4 separate regions of the Mus musculus genome follow, and regions 2, 3 and 4 are each linked to region 1. Evidence: chromatin contacts called from public Hi-C and HiChIP or PLAC-seq data. All regions are on one chromosome and are shown on one strand. Each heading gives the region's core, a stretch centred on a gene start, on an enhancer-like site or on the middle of the called end of the contact. The rest is flanking DNA. Distances are from core to core; before and after follow the strand shown.

Evidence for each region. HiChIP or PLAC-seq counts read pairs in DNA pulled down with a chosen protein or histone mark. A called contact is a pair of places that touch in the nucleus more often than the background predicts.
Region 2: a CTCF HiChIP or PLAC-seq map of the NIH/3T3 cell line shows a contact between it and region 1, with 5 read pairs. The contact joins two enhancer-like sites. A contact is called at or near these places in 1 of 15 datasets of contacts at CTCF or cohesin (the NIH/3T3 cell line) and 2 of 484 Hi-C or Micro-C datasets (adipose-derived mesenchymal stem cells and muscle stem cells).
Region 3: a CTCF HiChIP or PLAC-seq map of the NIH/3T3 cell line shows a contact between it and region 1, with 10 read pairs. The contact joins two enhancer-like sites. A contact is called at or near these places in 3 of 39 promoter capture datasets (cranial neural crest, embryonic stem cells and stem cell-derived epiblast-like cells) and 1 of 15 datasets of contacts at CTCF or cohesin (the NIH/3T3 cell line).
Region 4: a Hi-C map of adipose-derived mesenchymal stem cells shows a contact between it and region 1, with 2.4 times the contacts expected there. The contact joins two enhancer-like sites. A contact is called at or near these places in 1 of 15 datasets of contacts at CTCF or cohesin (the NIH/3T3 cell line), 2 of 484 Hi-C or Micro-C datasets (the C2C12 cell line and adipose-derived mesenchymal stem cells) and 1 of 115 datasets of contacts at active chromatin or transcription factors (fibro-adipogenic progenitors).

The regions. Positions count from the first base shown.
Region 1 is chr12:10,328,317-10,330,838 of GRCm38.p6, forward strand. No RefSeq gene overlaps it. Among named protein-coding and RNA genes, the nearest start is that of Nt5c1b, 40 kb to the right of the region's middle. Within about 2 kb of position 1,260, at least 32 of the 459 cell types and tissues checked have an H3K27ac peak or open chromatin away from gene starts, as enhancers often do. A contact at or near this core is called in the NIH/3T3 cell line, adipose-derived mesenchymal stem cells and muscle stem cells, where this site is marked.
Region 2 is chr12:9,838,128-9,840,649 of GRCm38.p6, forward strand. No RefSeq gene overlaps it. Among named protein-coding and RNA genes, the nearest start is that of Gm22845, 26 kb to the right of the region's middle. Within about 2 kb of position 1,259, at least 62 of the 459 cell types and tissues checked have an H3K27ac peak or open chromatin away from gene starts, as enhancers often do. A contact at or near this core is called in the NIH/3T3 cell line and muscle stem cells, where this site is marked.
Region 3 is chr12:9,855,049-9,857,570 of GRCm38.p6, forward strand. No RefSeq gene overlaps it. Among named protein-coding and RNA genes, the nearest start is that of Gm22845, 9.1 kb to the right of the region's middle. Within about 2 kb of position 1,258, at least 38 of the 459 cell types and tissues checked have an H3K27ac peak or open chromatin away from gene starts, as enhancers often do. A contact at or near this core is called in the NIH/3T3 cell line, where this site is marked.
Region 4 is chr12:10,588,397-10,590,918 of GRCm38.p6, forward strand. No RefSeq gene overlaps it. Among named protein-coding and RNA genes, the nearest start is that of Gm38407, 140 kb to the left of the region's middle. Within about 2 kb of position 1,260, at least 28 of the 459 cell types and tissues checked have an H3K27ac peak or open chromatin away from gene starts, as enhancers often do. A contact at or near this core is called in adipose-derived mesenchymal stem cells, where this site is marked.

The DNA of each region.
Region 1 (2,522 bases), core at 10-2,509:
CACCTTCTGAGTGCCGGGATTAAAGGCATGTGCCACCACAGTGCAGCATCTTTCCCTATTTCTAAGTTGCAGCACTCAAAGGATAGTTTATATTAGCTTGGAATTCTAAGACTAAAGTTAAATTGAGGATTACAAAATATCAGCTCTGGACATTAGCTCATATTCTCTCTCTCTCTCTCTCTCTCTCTCTCTCTCTCTCTCTCTCTCTCTCTCTCTCTCTCAGTTTTCCTCAGTCTGTAGCCCTTTAAACTCTAAACAGTAGGATTATATGCTGTGCCTAATGACATTGGCTTGTAACAAATTGAAGACTGCCTGGGCTATAGGGTAAGAACAACAAAGCCTCACTAAAATCGTAAAAGGGATGAGTATATATTTTAGTGATACAGTCCTTGCCTAGAACACATAATAACCTGAGGTTGATCCTCAGTACTACTGAAAGAAACAAACTGTATTATTAAGACACAATGCAATACTTAAGAGACTGAAATGTTACAGAAGAAATACATAGTCAAATTGAGGCCAATTTGTACACATCCATTATTATGTTTGACCAATTGATTTTTACAGTGTCTAATCAACTTAGACTCAGGGAACAGAGTCCAAGATTCCAGATTGAATTAATTTACAAGATTTGCCTTAAGCCTACTTCCTCTTAAGACTGTCCTCCCTTCCTTCTAGATTCTAGTATCACTGGGTTCATGAACTCAAATGATCATTTATGATAATATATCATACTTTTCAACCAACAATGTTAATGTAAATAAGCAAAAGCAAATTATTTGCTAAAATATAACCAAAGGTTATTATTTTTATGATATCTAGCCTACAATATACTAGAATTCGTGGCATAAGATGTAGAATTCATGAGTTAAGAAACTTTTCACATTAAACAGGGTTACCTGCATTTTGAAGAAGAAAGGTAAAATAGAAAATAAAAAGAATTTATTTATTATTTCAGTATTTCCTGAAACAAAAATATTAATAGAGATGTACAATTATATTTCATTTTTCAAGTGAAAAAAAGTAGGAAAAATACTGTTAATCTAAATTGAATTTGGTAGTATACAAAACTACCTCATTCAGTACAGGGCTTTTTAAAACACACGAGTTGATACTCTTGCATATGTCTAACCTTAATAACATTAATGCCTTTAAAGTAGGAAAGCTGACAGGAAGAAACTTTCTAGCTCTGAGTCTACTCAGTTTAGGGTGACTCAGGATACTTGCTTAACCTCATCTTCTTCTCGGAAGCTCTCGTAGCCCATAGCCTAACCACACAATGTATTACTCATATCCATTCTCCTGAAAGCAACAGAAATAGAATTATCTTTCTAGTGAAAGTAACTACCTCTTCTTCCATCTTATTCAATTAAATCCAATGTCCTTACAGGCTGTGTCACTACTAAAGTATTTCTGGGTACTCCCTTCAAACTGTCAGTGGTGAGAGCAAGCTGCAAACAATGAGCATAGTATTTAACTCAGGCTGTCAACATTCCCTGAAACTTAGTGACTTCCAATAGTAATAATTTCCAATTAGATTGGCATGAACTCCACCAGTATGGTAGTTAGGGAAATGACCAAAGTTACTCACAGTGACTTCATGAAACTTTGACCCTATGAGTTATAATATCTCAGTAATTATAACTACTAAAAAGCTATAAATATCATTCTCATTTTACAGGATTTAATGCTAACATTGGATTGCACCATGTGGTTTTACTGAGTTCCAAAATCTTGGTTGTATTTCTCTCTTTCTTCACTCCCAATAATACACAACACACAAGTAGTTACTTTGATGAAAACAGAAATAAGTTGCATAAGCAATGCCATATCGATAATATAACTTAAAATTCCCTTTCAACTCTCATCACTGAGATGGATCCATGGAATGGTAGACAGAATCCATGAAGCAGGAGCTCAATGGATTCTCTGTTGGAAATGACGTCATTCTGCCACGTATCTGTCACTAATTGTGAGACCCTCTGAACCCCCAAGCTCATCATGATAGCAGATTGCTCATGCATTTGCCACTTCTGGCTAGAATGCTTATCTGGGAAGTAAAATTACTTTGAGATCACAGACTTAGGAATAGAAGGATATCTGGAGGTTGACTGTTCTGTCAAAAATTCTTTATAGTAATTTGAGATCCTTTTATGCATATTTAAAGTATCCACTGAACAAGTCTCCTATAGTTTTATTGAAAAGAGAAGAAAGTGATATAAACCCATTTTTTTAAAATGAGTTACAATAAAGTTTTAAAGTAATCTGAATGTGGTAATAAGCTTAAACCTTGGAGACAGACAGACAGACAGACAGAGCTGGAAACTGTTCTTACATTGATACTTAACATTTATGGCACAGGTAGGCATTTACTCCAAATTAAATGAGGCTTGGTCTTTATAACACAGGCATACAATATCTACTTCATAGAATTGTAGTACTTATGAAATAAGAATATAATATCTGCTTTATAGCATTACTATGACAACTAAATGAAATAATCAATGTCCAGTTTACTCACA
Region 2 (2,522 bases), core at 9-2,508, 490 kb before region 1:
AGTGGGAGAAGATGCTCCTAATCCTAGAGAGACTTGAGGCCCCGTGGGGTGGGAAGGTCTGGCAGGGACAGGAGGTGGTGACAGCCTTTTGAAGAAAGGTGTAGGGTGAACCAAGAGGGAAGAAATGACTGGAATATAAAAAAATAAAATAAAAAGAAAAGAAATTAAAAAATAGGGAGATGTTTGTAGTTTTGTACTGTCTTCTGAGCCTACCACACCAGGTTCTGACAAATAACTTCAAGCCTGTGTTCACACAGATGGCTCTTACAAATCTTGGTGGGTCAAAAAAAAAAAAAGACACAAATATAAGAGTGAGACATGTGGGAAGGTAGGTGGGGCAGAGGTGGCATGGAGGTAGGAGGGGGGAGTAGTCAGTATGGAATGTATCCATATGAATGTATCCATAGGTGAAATTGTGAAAATAAAGGAAAACTAAAGTATATAAAAATAAATTTTAAAAGGGAGAGAAAAAAAGGAAGAAAATCTTGTGAGCTTCATCCAGGGAATGTAAAAGTATACTTATTCTTAACACACAGTTTTTGATATTTGGTTCCAATAGTAATTTGTAATCAGATATGGTAATATTCTTGACAAAAGTTTTATAACCAAGTTGAACAGATTTCGTACAGCAAACATGTGTCTTACTGACCCCTCATACGTGCCAAAGTTATGGCAGTATATCATTCTTAGTGAAGGACCTTCTGTTGTGGCAAGGGTAATTGGTTCAAAACCTTGTGGGTAGATTAAAGCAGCTATAACCAGAATCGGAACTCAGTTCCACCGAGGCTCTATTTCCTACCAGCAGTTGGTGTGCAGTGGACTCTTTCTCTCTTCATTACAATCAATTCTTAACCCTCACATGGGCCCACTTTATATCTTTTTTCATAAAGTTTAAATCCTGCTAAATTCAAAGTGTTGAAATAAACTTATTTACTTCCAGACTTCTGAAAATTTTAAGATGGAATATTTGTGTGGCTGAGTTTTGATTATAAAAAAATTCTGTTGTAACAGACAGTCTCTAAAGTTCCTGCAAGCAAATTGGGAAGCCTTATAGTAAAATGTTCACAATATGAACAATTCAATCGATAGACAGGATTGAGACTCTCAGCCAAGCCATGCTCACATTGGCGAAAAGAACAGAGTATAATTAGCTGCCCTAGCAGGATCACAAGTCTCCTTTCCGGGGGAGCTCTGGAGAGAACAGCCTCAGGGTACACACAGCTGCAGGATTCTCATTCCTTTGGGCTGGCTCATCACATATGTGGCTTCATGATATTCAAACCTTGGGTCTCAAACAATCTTTTCCCATTTTCTTGCTATGTATGCTTGACTCAGTAGCTTTGTTTATTTTCTTAAAATATTTAATTTGGTTTGTGCTTCCTGGTGTGGCTTGGCTAGGTTTTTTCCTAAGGGCAGTCTTCTTGAATCTCCTTGTCATTCATAATGCCACACCTCCAGAAGGACTGCACACTTCCTAAGTGTTGGGCACTGGTACCATCCCATCTTCATCTGAGGGTTGAGGTTTCATGAATTGCTTCACTGGGTCCACAAATGCTTGAGATATGGTCCAAGTTATGATGACCCATGCCAAAAGAATCAACCTTCTCGTTTTTCAACCAAGTTTTCTGACCATTATTACTGAGGTTCTGATAGTCTTCACACTGACTTTTTCCAGGCTATGAGGCAGAGGGAGCGGCTCCCTTCACTGCTCCAACTCTAGAAGCAGCTTTAGTTCTACTTTACTTGCACCCAACAGCTTTTGTGTCCCCCCACCCAGAGGAAAAACATACAATTATTTCCCCAACATTTTCAACATTCCAAAGCAACTAGTCCTGGGGTTCCCTGTGTGCAAATGGCCATTGCTCTTTCTCGGAGCAGAACTACAGGCTGGAAGCTATTGGCTTTCTTAGCATCCCCTTCAAAGAAGGAAAATACCAGAGCCTCCTGAACCAACAGTGAGACATGTTTGACTAGCAATGATGAAATGTCTTCTATAAACACTCCCTAACTACTCTCCTTCTCTTTCCAGGACTGATTCACCACTGAAATATTTGTGTCACTCAAGTTCAAGTACATGAAACCAAATCCTTTGGTGTCGGTGGCTCTCAGTGCCACAGAGGGCAGCATGAACTTTACCAGGGAGGGTGGCCATTAAATAATCCAGAGCAAGCTGATGGCCTCTGACAAGCTTTCTAGCTCAACAGACAAAGTTGGGACCAGAACTTATTATGTCAGATCCGTGGCGCACACTGGGAACCCTTGTTGCACAGTCATTTCCTCTCAGATGTTTCTGGTTTTACTAATACAGAATGCGCATTGCCAATACAAGAAGAGTTAGACTCAATGCCCCCAAGATGCCATTAGCAGGCAGTGCAGTCTTGTGTTAATTCAGAGCCATCTACTTAAGACTTTGTGACCATAATTCAAGTTTACTTGAATTCTCCAAAAAGGCGATTTTAAAAATGCATTTTCAGAGGAATAAAGACTGCCAGGGAATATCAAGCATCCTCTGGGGTTTGGCT
Region 3 (2,522 bases), core at 8-2,507, 470 kb before region 1:
TGACTTTTTTTAAAAGTCCTTGTCCATGCTCTGTTGTGAGGTAAAATACTTTGTCCCACTTTCTAAGTTGTAAATACTTACCACTCTTGAGGTAACTGTTATTGATATCATCAGGAAGGTCCTCAGAGGCTGGGCTGGTAGGTAAGAGCCATCATGCCACTCACTATAGATGGCAGAGCTATAACCAGAATCTAGTTTTTTTCCCCCAAATTTTGTTTATTATCTCCTTTCTGTGCTTCTAATAGGTTCATAAAATGTCATTTTCCCCAGTATCAACCTAGAAGTCCAGAACATGGATATTAACAGAGTTTATTCCTACCTTAAGTTTGCCCCCTACACTTGCACTGCTGCCAACTGTAAGGAAGGGAAGAGAGAGTGGCCAGTTACTAAATGAAAGAAGTCTGGGAAACAAAAATCATGTTCACAGAAGTGAGGCCCCCTCACTCCTGCATTTGATAGTTACTAAAGAGGACAAGGTAAGATTGCTCAACTCCAGATCTTAGAATCCCCATGAATTTCACTACCTTACATAAGACTAGCTCCCAGAAGCAAAGTTTTAGGGAAGACAATTATTCTAAAGGATGCCAGGGCATAGTGGTTGGAGGATTTTCCTGTACTGTGGCCCGAGACTTGTTCAGTCAAGTAGAAACAAACTGTAATCCTGAGGTTTTTTTTTTTTTTTGTAGGACTCACAGCCAGTCTTTTATTATTTTAAGAACACTTGGTTGCTATCCTTAGATATGGAGGTGGGGATAGGGAAAGCCTAGGGCTCAGGGAAACAGACACATTCTTCTAGAAATAACAACTTTGTTCTGTACACAGGAGTGTGGTCCCCGGGGCAGTGCTACTACATTCCAGGGCTCTACCCAGGTTGATGAATAGACACAATTTCATCTCATTAGTTATTGACACAGAGTGGAGACTCCGTCCATTATGCACCTAGTATAACCTTTAAGGAGAAGATCCCACCAATGACCTGAGAAAGTGGCATTTGGTCTGAGTAATAGGTCAACACACCTGCACTGAGCCTTGTGAGCTGTGCTTAGACTTCCTCACCTTTCAGTGTGTGTCCCTGATGGGTGCCCCATAGCAAGAATGTGAACCTCCCCCTGGAACATCTGTGATTGCCCAACTGAGCTTAGCCATGTTCTAAGAAGTCAGTACTGAGTACTTTCAATAAAACAGAGCTATGTCCTCGAGCTGTAAATGCCTCCCAAAGACAATCAGACAGAACTGCATTGTTTCAGGGAGAAAGCCTCCTTACATAGTGGTCATATTGTGGTTACTGGGAGCTTGGTGACTAATCCACACAGAGGATGTACAGGAGAGAGGGGCTGGCATCTTTCCAGTGGATGGTGATGCTCTTAGATTAGGATTTGCATTGCTTTGCGTGCGCGCGCGCGCGTGCACACACACACACACACACACACACACACACACCCCAAACACAAGCTTTCATTGTGAAGTTTCTTGGCACCCTTGTGTTCCCAGTGTGAATTGGCTTGTGAGTAGAGATCTCCTCTTTTTGTCTGGGGGAAATTGTGTTATGGAAACTTGAATGATTCCTACAATACAAAAATGCACAGTGTGAATTGGTAGGATTGCCCAGTGGATAAAGGGGTTTGGTGCCAAGCCTGATGACTTGAGTTTGGTTATGTGGAACTTACATGAAAGAGGGAAAGAGCTGAGTCTTGCAAGTTGTCCTCAGACTTCCACATATGCACCAGGACATGCATGTACTTAATATAGAAACACACACACATACACTAACACTAACACACACAAACACATACACACACTAACACACACACACACAGTGGGCGTTACAAGAAAAGACTTTACACTGTACTATCTACATTTGCACTTCCAAAAATGTATACTGTGTACTTTACATATCAAAAACAGAATATTAGACAATAGGTTCTTGGGACATCATCATCTTTGGATATTGATCAACGAGTATGTACTTAGTATATAGTCTCAATTATTTTATGGGTAATATCTACAAATCTCTGTTTGGATCCTGAATAGCCTAGTTGATTCACATTAGTGCACTAGGATATTTTGCATCACTTTATTGCTAAGGTGAAAGAGAATTGTATTGGAAACAACGTTGCTTAAACAGAACTGAAAGAGTGATATAAAAGAGGCTGATGGATAAGTGCTGGTACTTAGCTGGTTCTGAATCTTAGACACCTTCTCTGTGTCTCTGTCCTCTAATCATGGAAGACTTCTCTGGAGAGTACTCCATGAGATATGTATGTAAGTTCTTCTTACTCATCTGTCTTGTCCTGTATGCTGACAGATTGGCATAAGATGGCACTCTGAGTTTGGACAATTATGAATTTTTTTCTAAATATTATCCCCAAAATTGGTGGTCTCTCAAGTTACTACAGAACACTGGGTGAGTTGATTAAAGGAAAGGTAAATGGGTGGGGATGGTCCAGGGCTAATTAGGGATTCAGTTAATGATTCAAATGTAATCATAGGCAGTGGGCATAGCTAATGAGTGTTGGGCTTTA
Region 4 (2,522 bases), core at 10-2,509, 260 kb after region 1:
CCAGATCCAGTCAAGTTGAAAGCAAGTTCAGCCACCACAGTCAGGAAGAGCAGAGGGACACTATCCTAACTCATGGCTTTCCTCTTCACACAGGTGGGGACATGCATCACTTGGAGATCACAGGAGCAGTGGCCCTCTCCCACAGGTGATGCTGCCCGGCTGGAAAGAAACAGACAACGTAAAAGGACACCCAGAAGCTTATTTGCATCATTTACCAGCGATGGAGTTGTCTGAAGAGCCACTTTGTAGGAACAACCTCAACTGCTAGGAGAGTCATGAAAAAAGCTGAGTCAACTGTCAAGGAATAATAAAGCCATGACTTCTTTTCACGCTTACTTATAATTCTAAGAATATTTATGATTTATTATTATTAAAGCCACTGACCTCCTTCTATATTTTTAAATGACTTACATTATCTAAGACTCTAAGGCTTCCTATAGATCTTTGGGAATGCTTTAACATACTATCCATATATTATTTATGGATCACAACGCTTAATGCTATGATGTCGTTCAGTGTTTATGTCTACTCTCACCTGACCTTTGTTGTGATGCTACTTTTCCCAATGCATAAATGATAAACGTTTGCTTTAAAATTGAGGTCTATTTAGAAAACAAATAACTTCAAAAGCTAAGCAAGAAAAGTGCAATCAAATAGCAGATGTCACAGAAGCAGTGGAGTTAGTGGCGGGATGTCTGAAGTTTGAGGTGTGGTGGTTCAAGGCAGTTCAAGTCCTAGCACCCATGGCAACCAGAGGGGTGTGTGTGAGCATCTACACCTTCCCATTATTGCAGACTGCTGCACCAGACTATCTATTTACATTTTCAAAGGGATAACTAGCTAAAGAAAATGCTTGTCTCAAACAAGTAATAATGAATTGAAACACACACACAGAAGTATGAAGAAAATACCAGGTGTTCTCCCACTGTGTTTCAGTGTGCAATGGGGCCCATTCTGACTTAATCTTTACAATACCTATGTGTTTGAAGTGAATAGACCAGAGGCCTGAGTCAGGCCATGGTGCCAAAAGTCACTTTATGCAGCTATCAAAAAAGGCAAAATAGAAAATTCAACAACTGAACTAGGGCGAGGTGGGAGTCTAAATTTGTCTAAGATTCTCGTTTTTCTAATGCCCCCAGAGGGACATTAGGGCATAGGTGTGTCTCCTTTAGATTTGTGAAGCAACAGTTGGGTGCGGCGGCCTGTATGAGTCAGGGAGGCAGTTAGACCTCTGAGACCCTGCAGCAGATCCGTGAGCAAATCCACTAGTAAACAGTACGTAAATATTGGCTACAGTCGGCTATTGTGGTTATCTTGTGGCTGAACTGACTCATTGAGATTTTTCGCTTCTCACTTCATCGGACCTTCCATGAATTGCAACAGGATTTCAATAGGTCCCAGACGCTTAAGGATGCTTCAGAGCATTAGTTACACTAGCAAATGCTGCCATCTAGTGGCTAATTCCCATCACTGCATGTTCATTCCACTCAGTACTCCATACTGCAAATTCTATGGCAGTTAGGAGACCCAGACTTTCTGTTCATTTGGCTCCCTGGCCCAGCCATCCAGTTGTCCCTCAGCAGTCGCCCTCAGCTTTCTTGGCTGTCTTTGCGCCTTGAGGTCACGCAGTCCCTTATCCTTCATCGTTCATACTCTCTGCTCCCCATCATTCAGGGTCCAAACCTGTGGTGTTTACTTCCTGGATGTCTATAGGCATAGAGGCAAATCTCACAATACCTTTCTTGCTTTCTGTTGTTTCTTGCTTTTTGTTTACATATAAAATTAACCAGACTCCATTATTTCTTGCAATACCCAACACAAGCCCACACATGAATGAAGCAAAATAATTACTCGATGATTTAACACCCCCTGCTTCCCTACCCCACCCCACCTCTCATCCACTTTGAATTTTTTGAGACAGGGTCTCTCTGTGTTGCCTTGGGTGTCCTTGAACTCACTATGTAGACCTAGCTGGCCTCATAGTATGAGATCCACCTGCCTCTGCCTCCAGAGTACTGGTATAACTCTATTTGGACATTTGTGCAGAAATCACCTTTCGTAATTGTGTGGTTGACTGCACACAGTTAAACAAGTCTACATTCCAGCATGCATGGAGGCTGAGCACAGGAGTTCCAACTCCTGGACTAGGAGCTACAACAATTAGTTGGTGGTTGTTAGGAGAGGGTGAGCCGATTCTCTTTAGGGGTGTGGTACCTGGTAAGGTAACCTTCTTCCAACTGAGGCCCCAAAACCATGCCTTCATAAACAGGCAACACTAAGGTAGAACTAATTAACTCTATGTGTAGCTGAAAACAGGAACAAACATCAAGTTGGAAGGTGATGGGGGCGTGTTCTGGAAGGCAGAAACTATGAAGTGAATATGATCAAGATAATTGTACACATGTAGGAGACTATCGTGGACAACATTTTAAAACAGTATACTTCTTTTAGATTAATAAAATATTTTATTGAATTTCAGGAGCTTGGCATTTAAAAAATTCTGAGTTTTTGCACACAGGTCA